2 separate regions of the Mus musculus genome follow, and region 1 is linked to region 2. A link is a contact called in public Hi-C data. All regions are on one chromosome and are shown on one strand. The core of a region is the stretch at or near the end of the contact, and the rest is flanking DNA. Distances in the headings are between cores, read along the strand shown.

Region 1 (3,502 bases), core at 540-3,039, 290 kb after region 2:
ATTAATTGCATTTTGTGAATTCCCACAAACCTTTCTTATGCTAAATAACTAAAAACTTAAAGCATATGAATGAAGTAGCTAAAGCCATGGTGCTGAGCAATCTAGACGGATCTTCCCGTATTTCCACTTCCTTCTGAGAATGCTTTCTCTTCAACTTCTGCATGGTTTCCTTTTGAATGTTGGTCCTATTTTAATCCCTACTTCTGTCCCTATTTGACCATAAAGGACAGTTTCTGCGGAAGAGAGGAAATGGTACAGCATAGAAGCCCTGTGACTGACAATGTTCTCATGCCCAGTTCTGAATGGAGACTAGATGGCTGCATATGCTGACTGCAAATAGCCGTCTATTATCCTTACTGCTCAGTTGCAATCTAGAGCAAGATTTGAAAAACTGGCATGGTCTAAGTGACTTCCAGTACCCAAGGAGATAGAGTTAACAGTAGAAGACGGACCCAGAGAACAAGCAAAATAGTTAGATTAACACACACTCATGCACATACACACACACACACACACACACACACACACACACACACACACTGTCCTCTTAACCCACACTCATGTACATACACATGCACACACACTGTCCTCTGGAAAAGGCATAAGCAATTGCATGTGGCAAAAATAGGAAAAATTTCTGACCGCTTAACCATCACCCCTGTTTCAATGTTGGGGGTCACATCTAAAGCTATTCATTCTGACTACAAAGTCTATGTTCTCCTTGAGAGGTGGAATAATATATATAGTTAACAATTCTATTTGTTTCTTCCATCTGAAGCTGACACAAAAAGTCCTTCCAGAGCAGGGAAGATGGTTTACTAGGTAAGAAGTAGATAAAAGCATATGTTATGGAAGCATGCGTACCTGAATTCAAATCCACAAACCTAGATAAAAAGCTATTATACGTGGCCACATCTGCCTGCAATCTCAGTGTGTGGAGGAGCAGAGATAGTTAAGTCCCAGAAGCTCAGAGGCCAGTCAGCCCAGGCAGACTAGCAAGCTTCATGGTCTTCTGTAAAAAAACCTGTCTCACAAAATACAGTGAGAACTATAGATAAGAGTCTCTATGTCGTCCTCCGGCCTCTACATGCACATTCACACATACACACACAGATACACATAACATTCAACATAAACACACACACATTCACAGAGTTCTGCCAACTTCAGGCACAATTATGGATTGTGACCTCTACATATCAAATTAGAATCAAGTTGTCCTGACAGTTTGTCTTCCACTAAATTACAGTAAAATATCCATTGTCCAAAAGATTCACTTTTTTTTTCCAAACTTACATGAAAGCCATCAGAGGAGCAAATTATGGACACATGATCCTATCCAGAGGCTATTGCGTTGGAATGCTGAGCACCCTACAGCCCTCTTTCATCTGTCACACTCCTTACTCAGAACATGACATTTTCATAGTTATTTGCTTATTTACTTTTTAGTTTAGAAGCAGGGTTTCACTCCATATGCCTAGCTGGTCTAGAACTCAATATATCATCCAGACTGCCCTCAAGCTTGCAGTAATTCCCCACACACACACTTCTGCCTCCCAGTGCTAGAATTACAGCCACATACTACTACAACTAGCTAACTATTTTTCAACAGGGAATAATGCTACAAAATAAGCCAAAGATGCCAGGCTGGACTGGAATTCAGCTTTCCTTCTGCTCTGCCCCTGATACAACACTATTATGTAGGGGCTAAGTCTGGAAGAGATCCTGACATTGCACTCACTGTGAAGCAACTAACAACTGCCTAGATCTTTCCATGCGTAAGGACAAGTTGAATTCATGTCTTCTGGCCTTTTCCTTCAACTAGACCATCGGCAGTTCTGCCAAGCTTCACTACAATAATCTCTCTCTTAAAGAGAATCTCAGGGAGAGAGAATCTGCTTGCTGTCCATTTATGCAAATATATCAGCTGGCTTTCTACAAAGATCAACACTATTCGCCATTGGTCTGGGTATGCTTTGGGGGTAGTACCAAAAGTTATAAAAATTTACTATATATTATCTCAATATGGTGGATGATATATCTCACTATCTATTCAAATAAATATTCACCAGGAAGACTTTCAAACAAACAAAAGCAAGCTTCTACGTTGATATGGATCAGTAGACACCTCAGTGTGACCTATGAAACCCTTGTGCAGCATCAGGCATTACATATGATAGCCAGTTCTAATGTCTTAGAACTCAGATGTTAATATTTGGCTAAGTAACCACTTTGTAAGGAAACACAGTAAATGTTACAATGCCAAGGTATGTGAAAGGCTAGGTAAATGACTCAGTTGGTAAAATGCTTGCATTGCAAGAACGAAGACCTGAGCTTGATACCCAGGACCTATGGTTTAAAAAGCCAGACATAGCGGTGTTTGTAAGCCCAAGGACCGTGGAGGCAGAGCTGCCTTACTAGCTAGTCTAATTTATATAATGAGTTCCAGTCCAATAAGAGACTCTGTCTCAAAAACACAGTGAACGATGCCTGACAAACAATATCCAAGGTTTTCCTCTGGTCTACACACACACACACACACACACACACACACACAGAGAGAGAGAGAGAGAGAGAGAGAGAGAGAGAGAGAGAGAACATGTGGAACACCACAAAAATAGCAAAGAGAAAGCAACTGACCTATAATGTATAAAAGGGTCTGAATCAAGAGTTTAAGACATTCCTTGGAGCAGAATAACAAACACTGGTCCCTTTCGAAAGTCAGATCAAGTTCATTGAGGGTCCCTTGGATATATCAATTAGACTAGCCTATAGTGCTGCTCTTCAAAGACAAGCATTAATCCAGGTGTTTCTATAACAGTATTTTATAGGTGTTATTAAAGTCCATAATCAATTAACTTTAAGTAAGGAATATTTCCAAGATAATTTTTACAGGCAGAGCTCAGTAGATTGAAAGAAACCTGGTCCTCAGACTTCCTTCAGAAAAAAGGAAAATTTCAGCTATGGACATTTCAGCCCACATCTAAAAGCTCCAGTCCTCTCAATCTACCACAAATTCAGACAATTAATTCTACGCTTTGCATTTGCCTATGGCATACCTACAGGTTCACAAGCCAATTTGTTGCAATGAACCCTTTATATTTATTCCTCATAGTCCTGCTCCTCTTAGAAATGGAGTGTTTGTGAAATGGGACTCAAAAATGTAGAAATAGCTTAGAAATTGGACACTGGGCAGGAACCAGAATAATTGTAAAGGCATAATTGCAGAGGCCTATATTGCTTTTAAACGGTTGTGAATAGACATGTGGATCTTACTATAAATACTCCTGGTGTGAATTCGAAAAGGACTGAAAATGTTTCCTATATAGAGGAGAAAAACCTAAGTCAATAATCCGCTGCAGAGTTTTCACGAAACAAAAATTTAGAAGTCCGGGACCTGTTTTAAAAGAAACCGCTCTGGCTCAGAAGTGGAACCCTTAGGAAACTACACCTCAGAGTGGACACAAATTCAAGTCAGATATAGTCAACAGAATTGCAACCT
Region 2 (3,169 bases), core at 581-3,080:
CCAAGGCATATGTATGAACTTTGCAGAAAAGAATTTTCAGGGTGGATATAAAATCATTGGATAGAATTTAAGTACTGTAAATGCCTCATTTGTATGGAGATGCATTTCAGCAATCCCAGGTACTTTCTGGGGTAGTTCTTCTCAGGAAAGAGGACGTTAAACTTATAGGATTGCCAAGGGCTATGTTATCTTCCTTGGGTAGAGAGTCTGGGGGGGATCAAGCTCCTCAGATAAGGTCAGAGAAGGGGAAACCCTGCTGGTAAAGAGAGTTCTCCAATTTGCACCAAGCTCATAGGAGCTATCTGGGCATGGTAGACTTTGACCTTAAAGTTTCGGCACATGCAACCCCTTTGAAAATCAATTTGGAGGTTTCTCAGAAAATTGAGAATACCTGAGGACACAGTCTTACCACTCAGAGGCATATAAATAAAATACGATCCACCATACCACAAGGACACTTGCTCAACTGTGCTCATGGAAGTTTTATTCATAATAGCTAAAAACTGGAAAAAAACTTAGATGCCACTCAACAGAAGAATGAATAAAGAAAATATAGTACATTTACACAATGGAATATTACTCAGCTATTAAAAACACAGATGTCATGAAATTTGTAGACAAATGAATGGAACTAAAAAATGTCATTCTGAGCGAGGTAACCCAGACCCAGAAAGACATGCATAGTATGTACTTACTTATAACTGGATATTAGCCATAAAGTACAAAATAACCGTGCTACAATCTACAGACACTAAGAAGCAAAGTAACAAGGAGGACCTAAGGAAAGAGACTTGAATCTCACTTGGAAGGGGAAATAAAATGGACATTGGAGAGTGGATAAAGGGAGAGATTGACGTGGGAGAAGGGTAGGGGCAGAGAAGGGTAGGGGAGTGGGGGGGAGGGTGTGGGAGACTTTTGGGATAGCATTGGAAATGTAATTGAGGAAAATACGTAATAAAAAAAAAAGAAGGGATCAAGTCTGTGAAGGATGGAGGGAGAAAGAACTGAGAGAGTGTTGCAGTAAATCTCCAACCCAATTATGCCCGGCAATAAAAACACAACTCAATTAATATGAATACATGCTGTGAGCCTAGATTGGGCAGATCTACCACTACACTACCATCTTCCACATTTATGAGACCCCTTAGAACTTCCGGTTTCTCCAGGCCATGTGCTTCTGCTCCTCTTCTTCTTTCTCCTCTTTTGAATCCCCTCCCTCACCTTCCGCCCCACCTTCTCTTTTATCTGCCCAATCATCAGCTCTCCTTTATTTTACAAATTAAGGTGGGAAGCAGGTTTATAGGAAATCACCTGAGTGCTGACTCATTCCTTGTTCGAAACCACTCACAGAAGAACTGAATTAATGTAAAATATAATTAGCCCTAGGGCTATCCACAACAAGAGAGAACTGGGACTGGTGAGGGAGGTAGATTTATGGGACAAACTAGAAACCTAGGACAAGGGAAACACCCATGAACCTATAAGAGTGATTGTAGCTAAGGTTCTTATCAATGAGGAATATTTAACAAGAACACTTTCAAATAAGCATTGTGAATAGTGAATAATAGTTTCACATCAAGAAAAATCTCATAATGACATGGTAAATGAGTTTAAGGTAATTCATGAAAATAATAGCCAAGTTTCATGTTGAGCTATACCCACAAGCTCAGTGTCAGCAAAATCAAGCCCAGTGTTGCTGAAGGGAGTAATTGGGACAGGCTCACTCCTGGAGGATTAATTTAACTCCCAACAGATTGTGGCAGCCACCTTTCATTTCCACAGAAAGACTCCATCAGCAAGCAGATTTCAATTAGCAAAGTGTGGCTCTATTGACTTATTAGAGACACAAGGAGACACAGCAGACAGATAACACATTGGATTACATCAGCATTAATCTTATGTCCATGACATGGCGGGGGTGGGGGGGGATTCAAATGCATTAGCTCTCTCCCTCCGGAGTAAAACAAAGGAATTTTTTTTGCCTCCTATTACAATGAGTTTAATCTTCATACAAGGTGATAGATTGATATATAAATTGAGAGTGAGGTTAAGACCCCCTTGTCTCTGAAGAGGTATGAAGTTCCAGGGGAGCCTTTGACTAGATCCCTGTGTATTAGAGACCTCCCATTCAGATGTCAGTTCTGACTAAATCTTCCTTTAAAAAGAAAGCTTAGGTAAATTGTTGAGATGTTCATCCAGAAAAAAGCAAAAAGAAAAACTGACCACTTAGTTGTGTGGACCAGGTGAGAAGAAGTCCATGCTAATAGTCTATGGCATTGATAGGAGGATGAAGACAGGAGATATTAGAAGGACCCTCTTCTCTCATCTAAGTAATTCTGCTTTTATTTTTCTCATTCCAATTTTCCTGGTTACTTGCTTTCCTTGTCATGCTGTGTAGAGACCTAACATTATCTACCTTTGTATGAAAAAAGCAAAACCTCATACAATTCTGCAGAGAGAACATTAGAGGACACATGTTCTACATCCAAGATGCTAAACTGGATCTCAATGTTAACCCATGCCCTCAAGATCATCATCTAGATCCTAACCCTCCAGTACCCAGATCAAAAATAGAGGTTCAAAGGCCATGGGAAAAAGCCAAACACATAGTTAAATAGCAAATCTATGAAGTAACACCAGGAAGGCTGTGATGAACAGGAAGAAGCCCAGAGCTGGAATGGACCAGAGCGAGATACAGGCCCTGAAAACTCACCCTCAATTTCCTAATTTCTTTAATTTGACATGAGCTTCTGTTTTTCACAATTTCCCAATAATTCCATAGTATTGTAGGTCCATCAAGAAATTAAACTATTCACTAGCTCACACCATTCATCATCTAACCACCTGTAGAAATACCTCCATAGAATCACCCAAAGATATATACTACTAATATCCTAGGCCTTTAAGAAACCAAATAAAATTTACAATTAAATGTAATTTATCCCCATCGTGCTAGTAAAAGAAAAACATGTGTGTTGGAGAGATGCATCAGTGGTTAAGAGTGCCAGATTGTCTACCAGAGGACATGGGATTGATTCCTAGCATCTACAGGGTGGCTCACAAAAGTCTGAATTCTAGTCCCTGGAGATCTGATGCCTTCCCCTGGCCTCCACAGCCGTTGCATGTACATGACGTGTAGATATTTATGCAGACCAAATACCTATATGAG

Evidence for each region. Hi-C and Micro-C count contacts between places; a contact is called where the count stands out from the background.
Region 1: a Hi-C map of the N1E-115 cell line shows a contact between it and region 2, with 2.4 times the contacts expected there. The contact joins two enhancer-like sites. A contact is called at or near these places in 1 of 15 datasets of contacts at CTCF or cohesin (pro-B cells), 2 of 484 Hi-C or Micro-C datasets (the N1E-115 cell line and nephron progenitors) and 1 of 115 datasets of contacts at active chromatin or transcription factors (T-cell acute lymphoblastic leukemia).

Annotation. Positions count from the first base shown.
Region 1 is chr15:63,595,617-63,599,118 of GRCm38.p6, forward strand. No RefSeq gene overlaps it. Among named protein-coding and RNA genes, the nearest start is that of Gm25702, 120 kb to the left of the region's middle. Within about 2 kb of position 1,790, at least 3 of the 459 cell types and tissues checked have an H3K27ac peak or open chromatin away from gene starts, as enhancers often do. A contact at or near this core is called in the N1E-115 cell line, where this site is marked.
Region 2 is chr15:63,308,836-63,312,004 of GRCm38.p6, forward strand. No RefSeq gene overlaps it. Among named protein-coding and RNA genes, the nearest start is that of Gm41335, 47 kb to the right of the region's middle. Within about 2 kb of position 1,831, at least 3 of the 459 cell types and tissues checked have an H3K27ac peak or open chromatin away from gene starts, as enhancers often do. A contact at or near this core is called in the N1E-115 cell line, where this site is marked.